Linked DNA regions of Sus scrofa: region 1 is linked to region 2. The links are chromatin contacts, called in public Hi-C maps. All regions are on one chromosome and are shown on one strand. Each heading gives the region's core, a stretch centred on a gene start, on an enhancer-like site or on the middle of the called end of the contact. The rest is flanking DNA. Distances are from core to core; before and after follow the strand shown. Region 1 has its middle 40 kb from the start of METTL22. Region 2 holds the start of TMEM186 (transmembrane protein 186).

What was found. Hi-C and Micro-C count contacts between places; a contact is called where the count stands out from the background.
Region 1: a contact with region 2 is called in a Hi-C map of liver, with 3 times the contacts expected there. The contact joins the enhancer-like site here to the promoter of TMEM186 in region 2. A contact is called at or near these places in 1 of 5 promoter capture datasets (fetal liver) and 9 of 47 Hi-C or Micro-C datasets (alveolar macrophages, liver, mesenchymal stem cells and 6 more).

The regions. Positions count from the first base shown.
Region 1 is chr3:34,013,986-34,016,936 of Sscrofa11.1, reverse strand. No RefSeq gene overlaps it. Among named protein-coding and RNA genes, the nearest start is that of METTL22, 40 kb to the left of the region's middle. Within about 2 kb of position 1,371, at least 32 of the 83 cell types and tissues checked have an H3K27ac peak or open chromatin away from gene starts, as enhancers often do. A contact at or near this core is called in fetal liver, liver, omental adipose tissue and 1 more, where this site is marked.
Region 2 is chr3:33,890,886-33,894,157 of Sscrofa11.1, reverse strand. It overlaps TMEM186 (transmembrane protein 186), which reads right to left and starts at 1,643. Exons shown (of 2, transcript XM_003124605.4): 1 at 1,509-1,643; 2 at 1-489. The coding sequence starts at 1,511. It overlaps PMM2 (phosphomannomutase 2), which reads left to right and starts at 1,686. Exons shown (of 8, transcript XM_021086654.1): 1 at 1,686-1,841. The coding sequence starts at 1,776.

The sequences.
Region 1 (2,951 bases), core at 122-2,621, 120 kb before region 2:
TTCATATTGCTTTCCATTATGGTTTATCACAGGATATTGAATATAGTTCCCTGTGCTATGCAGTAGGATCTTATTGTTTATCCATTCTATATAAGATAGTTTGCATCTGCTAGTCCCAAACTCCCAATCCTTCTCTCCCCCACTCCTTCCTTTCCCCTTGGCAACCATGCCTCTATTCTACCTGTGAGTCTGTTTCTGTTTTGCAGATATGTTTTCATTTGTGTCATATTTTAGATTCCACATATTAGCGGTATCATATGGCATTTGTGTTTTGATGGGTAGTTTCTTGTGCCTTCGATTTTACCACTGAATGAATGCATCCTCTTTCCAAATGCCCTTATTTATTTTTTGCTCTCATTTGCACTTTAATCCAAACAACAGATTATGATTATAGTTACATGCTGATTTCACTGGGATGTATGTGTTTAGTCTTTTTTAAAATGGAAGTGTAGTTGATTTACAATATCGTGTTAATTTCAGGTGTATAGCACAGCTATTGGGTTATGTAGGTAACTTTTTCAGATTCCCTTCCCTTAGAGGTTATGACAAAATATTGAGCGTAGTTCTCTATGCTATACAGTAGGTCCTTGTTGGTTGCAAATACCTTTAGAAAGCTACTGGTCAGTCCCACTTCGGTATTAACTAGTTTTCATACAGCGTTTTAACTTTTATAGAAGCACCTTCATCACATCTACCTTCTCACCTATGGCCATGAAGGAGGTACTATCACTACTGTCTCCATTTACTACTGGGGAAACTGAGGATGGGGAGGTGAGTGACCTGCCCCAGATCATGCAGAAGGAACCATCGATTCCTAGTCCAGTGCTCTTTGCATTGCCCCCAGGATGCAGTAGCTATTCTGGAGCTGATGGGCTAGGAGGTGTTAAGTGAATGGCAGCAGGGAGGGCTGAGCAAGAAGGCCCTGAACAACCTGCTGGGGGATGGGGGCGGGGGAGGGCACGATGCTCTTTCCTTTCCCTTTCATTCGGAACCTTGCATTACTGAATCTAGGGCTCCGGGGCGCAGGGTGCAGTTGGGGCACTTACAGTCGCCCGCACCCCGCGAGGGTCGAGAAAAGAGGCAGGGGATAACTAAGGTCTAGGTTAAATCAGCCTATATCAACCTATAGAGCCGCCCCCTTTTATAGAGAGACGGGCTCCCCACCCCCCCACCCCCACCCCCCACCCATCAGATAGGCTCTCCTCCAGCTTGAAGGGGCTGCTCACCGCCTCTGCCACAGCCCCATCCTAGCTCCCGGCCCTCGCGGCCCCTCCTGGAGGCCCCCGGCTCCTTCGCCCCCGGAGGCCGGACTCTGCCCCCGCCCCGCCTTCCCCTCCCTCCCGGGGGCGGCGGCCCGTGGCGGGCTCGCTGATTGGCGGCGGAGCGAGCGAGGGTCGGGACCGGCAACGCTGATTGGCCATCGCGGCTCAGCGGAGCCAAGGAGCCCGGCGAGTCGCTGGGGGAAGCGGGGCAGAGACCCGGCGCAGCCAGAACGAAGGCGCGGATCCCTCAAGTCTGAGCCTGGCAGGCAGGTCGGAGTCCGCACGTCGGAGCCGGGGTCTGGAGGTAAGAACCTGGCGCCAAGTCATGTGGGGCGGACTCGTCCGCGGGAGCTGAGATGGAATCCTTCAGCCCTGCCCCCAGGGAGCAAAAACGGGGCATCTTCTCACTGAAACTGAGCCCTCTTGTTCCTGAGACGCAGATCCCCTCCCCTCAAAAGAGAGGGTCTCCCACCTTCCAGAGAGGAAAATAGATTCCTTTTCCCTTCAGAAATGGGTCCTTCCTTCCTGGCCTCAGGCTCTAGAGAAACAATCCCTTCCTAGTTTACCCCCCCGGAATGGAACATGCCCCCTCCCCCAAGTGGTTTCCAGCCTCCCCAGGTGTCTAGGGCCCCCCTCTTCTCTTTGGAGACCCATATCCCTTCCCCCTCCCTAAAAAGCTAAGTTTGGATTTCTTCTCCCTACCCTCCTTTCTCCGGATCATAGATAGCGGGGTATGTCTCCTCCAGGGAAAGTGAAAGCCCCCTGGAGGGTCAGTAAGCCCCTCCCTAAGACAAGACTACCCCCCCCCGCCCCCCTTAGAGACAGTGTGTCACCCTCACACCCAGTACAGACCTTCCTACACCCCCCCCACCCCAGAAATGGGACCCTGCGACTCACTTTAGAAGTGGAGGATTCCCTCCCCCGTGCTCCCCCCACCAGTGTTTGGTCACCTCAGACCCCTCCACACTAAATGCCTTTGGGGGTTTCCCCTCTTTCTCCAGTAAAGATGTAAGAGAACGGGTTTCCATACTCAGAAACAGGGCAGGGATCCCATCCCCTGCCTCACTCCACCCCTCTGTAACCCTTTCACACAATCCCATCCCACTAACACCCCCACACCCTCTCTGGCCCCATCCTTCCCACCTTGCCGCTCATGGAATCCCATCTCACCTCTCCTCATCCACCCTGGCCAGAGACCAGACCAGGGGATGAGGCTGACTGAGACAGTTCAGTAAGGCTGAAAACCTTAGAGCTGGCACCCTGAGCCTGGGGATGGCTCTAGGAGCCTCCAAATTGCCAGCAGAGATGGCCTCTGAGGCAGCAGGACCAGTAGAGACACCCCCCCCCACACACACACACACGTACTGACACCTACACACACACACACACAAAGGACGGTGTTACAAATATCCCCCTGAGGCGGTCCAAACCCTCTCCTGAAGAAGAGGGTGTCATTGCAGAGAGAAGTGCCCAGCTTGCTCTCTGGGGCTGCCCCTCCCCTGGCTCCTATGGGCATTGCCCCGTGGAATTCCCTAGGCCCTTGGCCAAGGAAGATGGATGCTGCAGGACTCATCCACTGGGCCGGCTTCTATGAAGCTGGACTGAGAGACAGGCTGTTGGTGACCTGAGGGGCTAGGAGCCCCTCTAATCTGGTGGGCCAGGTGGGGGGCAGGTGGCAGGGAGAGAAAG
Region 2 (3,272 bases), core at 394-2,893:
TGTCATGGGGACCACGTCGGCCACGGGGCAGTACGTGTCCTGTCGCCGGCCCCAGAAGGTCAGGTGGGCCACCCGCAGCACCGTGCCTGATTCATTCACATAGAGGATGCCCACCAGCCTCCGGAAGAAATGGCTCATCCAGCACAACATGGCCAGCGCGAAGCTGGCAACTGCGCCTGCCAGGCACAGGGAGTTGAAGGTCATGAGGCCCTGGGAGTACCAGTAGATGCCAGGCGGCAGGGCCACCACTGTCAACGCTGTCTGTGCCACCTTCAGCTGAGAGAGGTACCCGAAGACCCTGATGGCATCAAACCGGTACACCATCTGAAATTTCTCAGTCTCTGTGCCCAGCGGGTTCTTCTTGGATGGCAGAGGCCTGCTCCCCGCCCACCTCCTAGGATCCTGCCCACTGCAGCGCCACAGCCTGTGGAAAGGCCTTCCCCATGCAGCCTGCCTTGGTGACCACAGCACAGCTCGGAGCAGGGCAGCCTGGAAAGGAGACAGGGAGACCATTTCTCTCTGGAACTCAGCCAAGCTAATCACACAAGGACCACATGCAAAACATCTGCTACAGAGGATCCTGCCAGCCTGGTGAGGTCAGCATGATTGCCAGAGATGGAAAGAAAGCTGAAATCAGAGGCTTTACCTCTACCTCACGTGATAGTCAGGGAAGCTGTGTGCTAAAGGAACCACTGCTTCTACTTTACCACTGAGGAAACTAAGCCCAGAGAAGGTGAGAAATTTACCCAAAGACACACAGTCAGGGAGTAGGGCAGTCTAACTTTCAAACCCAACCTCTTTCCTCCAGGCAGCTCAAGTAGGCGCAGGCTTCATTCATTCAGCACATACCCAAGGAGGGCCGGTTCTGGCTGGATACCGGATCCACGGCCTGTGTGAACACTTCCTCAAGCAGGAAACTAAATCAGTGTCCCAGTGGGGAACAAATCCGCTAGCTAATCATCATAATAACTGTAGAATTCTCGGTTAGGTTAAAAGCGTCATCTTGGGGGCAGAACGTAAACGCTGTTTTCTTGGCCTGGATTGAGGGAAGGGATAGAATGGAGGAGGAAGGGATGGAGGCGTCAACTCATAGCACAAGGGTTTTATTAGATGCACAGTTCTACACCTTGAATATTGCACCGAAAGGTGCTTTGAGCTTTGAAGCCAGTTTTGGGTTCCAACCCTGGCTCCTACAGTCACCGGCTGTGGATCGTTGGGCAAATTACTCCACCTCTCTGGGCCCTGGTTTCTCTATCAAAGTGGGTATCCGTAACATACTGAAGAAGGTAACAGTTTTAAAGCCTTTAAATGCAGTAATGCACGGTGAATGCTAAATTTTAGTTGGCCCACGTGACCTAGGGGGCATAGGACGGCGGGGAACCCACGTCGGAGGTCCCTCCTCCGGATTCTCCGAATCAGAACCTAAGGCGTCCGCAGGCCTGCCCGGGGCCTGACTCCGACCCCCAAAGCACGACCCCTCCCTTTCTTGCCACCAATTGCCTTCTTACCATGGCCCCGCAGCCTGCAGCTGGAAGCGAGTCCCTCGCGTTCCGGGAATCTCCGAGAACGTGTCCTCCGCCCTAATGGGACAGCGTGGGGGCGCGCTGCATTCTGGGATCTGTAGTCCAGCCAGCAAAGCCGACGCTAGTCTCGGGCACTGCGGGAGGGGAATTCTCTTCCCGGCGTGCCCTGCGGCACGGGGGCCGGACCCGGAAGTTCCGGGCCGGGTGCCAGGTGCCAGTAAGTCGTGTAAGGTTTACGTGGAAACTGGGGTCATGGCTGCTCCCGGCCCAGCGCTCTGCCTCTTCGACGTGGACGGGACTCTGACCGCTCCCAGGCAGGTAAGCGGTGCAAAACTCCCTACGGCTCCCCGGTGGGTGTAATGACCGTCCAGGTAGGCGACCTGGGGCGGCTAAGGACCGCCTACCTCCCACGGAGGGGCTGAACTTTACTCTGGGTTCCTTGGAGTCATGAGACGAAAGCTCTCACCAGCTTTTCGAGACTTCAGGGTCCTCGGAGAGAAGGGACAGGCTAGGAACTCTTGAGAGCAAGGAACTTTGATTGGAAAACGCAGTTCTGGACTCTCATCAGCACCCCTGGGTTTGAATCCCGGATCAGCCGGGTTTACCAGCTTGTGTGCCCTCTTCAGACCTATCACCTGTGGTCTGCGCCTGTAGCCTGACATGAAAGACATAGGTTTCCAGGCCAAACAGACCTAGCAGAGTCTCTGCTTGACAGCTGTGTGACTTGAGCAAGTTAGTTAACCTCAGAGCCTCAGCATCTGTGGCTTTAAATGGGGCGTCTACCTGTTCCATGTGATGTTTGAATGAATGGATGAAATCATTTAAGTTCTTGAAAGTTATCTTACATACGGTAGACTGTGCTCAATAATACTCAGTAAGTATTCGCTGCCACCGCCACTCCCTGCTCTAGCCTTGCAGTGGAAGGGGGTGATAGAGGAAACCTAGATTGCCACAGGCTGCCTGCCGAGAACCTTCTTGGACTCCTGGAAACTTGCTTTCCATTTCCAGATTTTGCTGCCACGAGCACGGATAGGTCTCAAGATGAACCGTTGTGATGAAGCTTACCCTGACCTACCCTTTGCACACATTAGAAGAGCAGCCATTTGAACTTGAGACTGGCGCTAAATGGCCTCAGTCTCTCTCTACCCTGCTGCGTTTGGGTCGGGTGGTAGCACTGGTGTGCTCCAGAATTCCTCACTGAATGCGTGTGGCCTTAGATGTATCATTTTACTTTTCTGAGCCACAGGTGCTCTGTATGTACTGATGATGCACAGTTGTAAGTTCTCCACAGGCCCTTTTTGACTCCGTAATCAGTGCACACTTGCAAGTTGTTAAACACTCAGAGTGGCCTGGAGCCGAAGTCAGCAGTTCATTGTTTGCAAAGGGCCAGATAGCAAATACTTCCGTGTTTGCTGACCATATGGTCTGTAGTAACTATTCAACCTAAATCCAAAAGCAGCCATAGACCAGATGTGGACCTAGCACAGCTGTGTTCCAGTAAAACTTTATTACGGACACAAACTGCTGCTCTAATTGGCCCATTGGCCGGAGTGCTCTCTTAGGTTTACTTCCAAGCCTTTTGACATATCATTGGACCCTGTCGACCTTTCTCCCTCTTTGATCCCAGGTAGGATAGTTGTTATTTCATTTTAAATAAAGAAACTGAGACTCTGTGAAACGTGATCTGGATTTCCCACAGCAGATCTGGTGCAAGTCTCTGGGCCTCAGGGCGTTGTTGTTTGCTAAGAT